Linked DNA regions of Bombyx mori: region 2 is linked to region 1. A link is a contact called in public Hi-C data. All regions are on one chromosome and are shown on one strand. Each heading gives the region's core, a stretch centred on a gene start, on an enhancer-like site or on the middle of the called end of the contact. The rest is flanking DNA. Distances are from core to core; before and after follow the strand shown.

Region 1 (2,700 bases), core at 36-2,535:
AATAGCATCCCTGTTTTTATTTTCATAGTGACTTTATTACAGAATGCATAATTAGTATATTATATCTACTGTATGTAAAACTAAAATTGGTTTAATTATTGAATGACTGTGTACACTTGAGTGATTTAATATTAAAGATTTGATTATGACTCATCATAACCTAGATAAAAATACTAAATTAACTTTATCATTTAAGTACCAGGTGGTTTTTGATATGTAATAATTTAAATTTTGTTCAACAGCTGTAATGTTATAGGCTTCAAGTGAACTAAATGTCAAATATTTTGGTTTCGGTATTTGGCTTCATTTTAAGAAAATGGGAAATCCTATTAGAACATTTTTCATCATCATGTCAAAGTTATATAAATATTATCGTGGAAATAAATTTAATTTTTTAGTACTTACATAAATGAGTCCAGAATAGTATCTGTCTTTTATGTTGTGCAGAACAGAAGCCTCGTTTAAGCAGGTCAGTTCAGCCATATCCTCCACTTTATCGAACTTTGGTGGATTCATTTTCTGGATATCATCTATGGGCACCAACATCCGCTTTCCTGACTCGGCTATCTCCACTTCAACTTCATCTCCTCGCTCTCCTTTGATTCCGGCCGCTACGAATCCTTGGTTCTCGTGAGGCACCCAAACTAACCTCTTCTGCGTCCATTCCGCCTGCGTAGCTGGATCATTGAAGCTGTTTCTATCCACCGACAGATACCGGAGCTCCGGGTCGTTTCTATCCATGTCCACCATCGTGCCGCCCGATCACTCGCGGCCCGTACTGCAGCAATCCGACACTATATACAACATATACACGGTCAACCCGACCGACACCACACCTCACAACACAGTGTTTAAGTTACCAAAAAGCGCGTTCTTCTACGTTCTATACCCGTGGCCGCGCACGGCTCTGATAACTACAAAATGACGATTGTAGCCGAAGGAATCGACGACGGTTACGGGTAGGAGGGATGACCGGTCGACGCCCGAATTCACGTTGAGATTCGTCGAATTTTATTCCGTATATTAAGCGTATTCGATTTTTATAGTAATTACCGATTACTTTATTTACTAAATTGAATAAAAGTACGTGTTCGAGTCAAGCGCAATAAGAAGTATTTCTTCTTTTAGGATGAAAGCAATTTAAAAGTAAGTACACGACGTGTTGCCGACACCTCTTTGTCGTTATAGTTTGTTTCCCTTTTCCGAAATTTCATGATGAATGTTGTCATTCAGATTCTGTTATTGGCCGGTTTTCGCAATGAGTCAATATTTCGAAGCGAAGGACCAATAACGAGCTGCCGTCAAAACAGCTGTCAAATTCTTGGCTCGAAAGTGGAAAAAACATGTTCCATCAATTTTTGAGGTGCGTTCCAATTTGTTAATATTCATTTACCTAGCTCGGATACACAAATTACTTTTGGAAACCAAGCTAGTTTCAGTTCCAGATCCAGCAAACTAATTGAAATAGATGGGTAGAAGGAAGCTTAAATATCTATGGAAAGAACTGACGTAGATATTTAATTAATTTAATTATTTATGTAATTATGAAGTGTAATTAACCTACTTAATCGTTACCCTTCGTATTGAGCTTGTGGGATGATATGAGGAAGAGCGTTTTTTTTTATTGCGCTTGTAGGCAGACGAGCATACGGCCCACCTGATGGTAATGCCATGGGCGCCCATGGGCGTCAGCAATGCCAGAGGCAAAGCCGAGCCGCTGCCTACCGTTTAATGCTTGGGAAACACAGTGTAGGGGAGCTCATTTCAAAGCCGGATGGTACGTGGGAAAAAAGATATCTGGAAACGCACTATGAATGCAGTGGTTCCAATGTATAATGGATGAACTCTTTTCCGGTGGCGGGCGGTGCGATGGTAAAAACGAGGTGTGGTATCATCTCAAACAATTCCTCAGAGCACTCCCCATGGAACATACGGTACAAAATACCGAGGGAACAGAAGTCCCTCCGCAGAACCAGAGGTTCTAAACAGTCCGTGAGAATGGAATTATCAATAATCCGAAAGGCCCTCTTCTGTATGAAGCTGGTATTTGGGAGATCCGGCCCAGAGAATTCGTAAGTAGGTAAGAGAAGTCGAATTAATGACACTGGTTCACAATCGGTTTTTCGCCCCATTAAGTAGGTAATCTCTCTTGGATAGAACTTGAAAAGGGTAGCACCGACAGATGCAAATTTCTCGAAGACATTCAAGATTTTATTACAAATTTCGAAAAGACTCGTTACTACGAGTATACAAGGTCGAATGGCACGTTTCTGAATCCTCCAGTAGTTTGTTCGTTTTTTTAAATTGCGATATGAGTACAGTCGTGTCAACCAATGTTTATTCGTATAAAAGAAACCATTGCTATTTAATGCTATTCTTTTCAATGAAATACTACAGTCCATGCGTCATGATCAAATTTTTCGTCTGTAACTAACACAATGAAATTGTTTGTAAAAAAACATATAATATATATTTATTTTGTATCCGTTATTTAGGTTTTTTTCATTCCAAGATAAGTCGATGTCACTGTTATTGTAAAAAGTGATTCGTACTGGATGGACGTAAAGAACATTATTAAGAGGTACTTTGCTTGCATTATCTTTCGTCTGACCACTTAGGTAATAAAAAAAATATGGAAAAGGACTTTTTTATAAGGAAAAGGAAAGTACTTTTTGGCGGGAACGCGAGGAGCGCAGTTGT
Region 2 (2,793 bases), core at 294-2,793, 38 kb before region 1:
AGCTTTTGACGTTCAATTTATTGCAATTTTTATTATATTACTAGCTGTACCAGTCCGCTTCACTGGTCACTTAAAATTAACATTATTATTTCTCACCCCACAAAGATTCTCATCATTAATGCCACCGCAACTGGTGTAGAGAGTCCAACACTCATTATAAATATTAACCTATCAATTAAGTACATGTACTTTCTACATGGATACCAAGTTTCAAGCCAATCGGATGCATGGTTCAGTAGTTTTAACGGAACATCCGTAAAAACCACTGTAAATTTATATATTAGTATAGATTATGCTCGTATTTATGAACGTGAAAGATGATATGTGTAAGAGGGGAGTGAGCGAAGAAATGGTATATGATAGAGGAGTATGGAAGGAGAAAACATGTTGCGCCGACCCTAAGTGACTGGGTGAAGGGCAGGAGAATGATGATAATGATGTATTTATGAATCTTTGTGATAACAGTAACAAATTCATCATTATGATATCAACCAATTTCCCATTCGGTAACGAAACCGATCAATGTGCCAGATAATTAATTGAAACGTCCATGAATCTTTAAAGTGTTCAGCTAATGAGGTACCGTGAACAAACTTCACAACTTTCCAAAGCTTTGCCTCTGCCTGCCGGAAATACTCTGCCAGTGTCATAGAATCGATTCATCAGCAATACGTTCGGAAACCTGCATGCGTTGTTACTATGCTTAATGCGTCACCTACATGTGCGTACATACAAGATGACTCATATATGGAGATACAAAAAAGCAAAGATATTGCTTTATTAGGAAAAGAATCGGTAAAAACCACAATTCTAACATATTTCACTAGAATTTTCTTCTGCGTTATGAGTAAGTACTTGAAATATACATAGGAGACGAAATAAGTACGGTCATTCCCAGAATACTAAATAGCTTCAGCAACAAAGATAATGACTGACATGAAGATGATCACGTCCTGTTTGATGTATCAGTCAACGTCTTCCGTCCAAAGACGAGACAGATGGTTTTCTTATGGAAAGTTGAACAAGCTTAAACTGGATTGTGGTCATCCGTGACCAGTTTCATCTTCTACAAGAAGCCTGCAGGTTTCTCCGGTCCCCAAGTCCCGTGTGGGGGGATCCCGAAACAAATATGAGGGCTAGGATTCGGGCGAGACTCCTAACCCGATCCACGAGAATGATTGTGGGAGCAACTAGAAAAGTCTTAAGTACCATTCCACATTAAGCAATGTAAAATGTATCCTTGGGTCTTTGTAATTAAGTGCAAGATTACTTGAGGCTATCCTGTTTAATCAGGTTTCTGCAAATATATGTATCCATATTATATATAAAAAACAATAAATAATGATCATAGATCTACATCGGAATGTTTTTAGAAAAGATTTCGCTCGCATCAAAAACACAGCTGTTGTTTACAATTTCAATTGTACATCCAAACATGCACTCACTATCATTTGAATTCCAGTAAAATATAAACAACATGAATTCTTCACACAACCCACACATACGAGTATTACCATCTAATAAATGAACTCATTGTCAACACACATGCGTGATCGCCTTATCACATATATATTATCAGAGAGGTAACTCGCATGCTACTGATGAATCATACCAACTAACATTTGGGTCAACAACACGTTCGGAGACATCATCGTTGTGGAATTCCGAAAACTAAGAGAATGGAGCGTTTTCTCTGCTTAATCATTAAGATCGGAGGCCTGTTATATTACGTCATCAATTTGGATCGGAATTTCGTGATCTGACAGTATATTTTTTATATTAACTATCGGGGTATTCACGTAATCGCAGCGGGTAACCCTGGTCTGTAATTAAAATTAAAATATTCATGTGTCCATAATGTTAATCATAATTAAAGTAGTATGAAGAATTTTCTTTATTTAGTGAAATTAAAATTCACTTGTATAGCAGTGGGTAATTAGCCCTATTGGCCAAGATCGTTTACAGATTTCTTCGACTGTCAAACCTCCTAACTATGCTGCCGCGCCTTTTTTTCCTACCTATGCTGATGGCTTTGAGAGGCTATTTCAGCTTCGCCAGGTGAGCTCTCACGGGGCTCCAACCAGAGTTTTGCTAACACTAGCCCTAGTAAGAGCAGTGCTTTGCAGAATCTACCACCGGATCGGAAACGCGACCTACTGAGAAGATCCGGCGAGAAACTCAGTGGGCTTTGTATGTGGGTTAGTTTACTCGCCGAATCCTTCGTCGCAAGCGACGGGTTCGACTAGAACGATGACCAGTGCTTGAGGTACCTAAAAGCAGCGTTAGTGGATCGGGAGGATCCGAAATTACGTGGTTTGGGCGACGTCGGAGAGCGACGTGCCCGCGATGAAACCCGGGCAAGAGGGGTTACAGTGAAAACTACAACCAGATTCATAGCTCATCCCGAGGACGCTCAGCTTACGGAGTCGTCGAGGCTGCATCCACTACTCCACGTCGACTGTCATGACGTATCATGACATATTCCGACGGAACGTATTCCGACGCCGCCTTCGGTGAGATAGTGGACTCATCAAATTCAAGTTTCGCCCTCCAAGACTCATAGCCACGACGGTCGGCGGATACAATTTGTGTTTTAATTAGTTTTCTGTAGTGGTATTCTTGGTAATATCTGCCACCCGAATTTTTTTTTAATTACGAAGACCAGCACACCCGTCCATCCCGCATTATGGTGGTAGGACCTCTTGTGGGTTCACACGGGTAGGTACCACCACCCGGCCTATTTCAGCCGTGAAGCAGTAATGAGTTTCGGTTTGAAGGGTGTGACAGCTGTTG

The links. Hi-C and Micro-C count contacts between places; a contact is called where the count stands out from the background.
Region 2: a contact with region 1 is called in a Hi-C map of whole pupa, with 4 times the contacts expected there. The contact joins the enhancer-like site here to the promoter of LOC101736643 in region 1. A contact is called at or near these places in 3 of 7 Hi-C or Micro-C datasets (all in whole pupa).

What each region holds. Positions count from the first base shown.
Region 1 is chr17:1,190,891-1,193,590 of ASM3026992v2, reverse strand. LOC101736643 (myosin heavy chain, non-muscle) reads right to left here and starts at 1,285. Exons shown (of 27, transcript XM_062673238.1): 1 at 406-1,285. The coding sequence starts at 750. It overlaps LOC101736784, which reads left to right and starts at 2,510. Exons shown (of 7, transcript XM_038016783.2): 1 at 2,510-2,581.
Region 2 is chr17:1,228,936-1,231,728 of ASM3026992v2, reverse strand. All of the region lies in intron 1 of LOC101736643 (myosin heavy chain, non-muscle), which reads right to left. Among protein-coding and RNA genes, the nearest start is that of LOC101736643, 38 kb to the right of the region's middle. Within about 2 kb of position 1,543, at least 6 of the 8 cell types and tissues checked have open chromatin away from gene starts, as enhancers often do.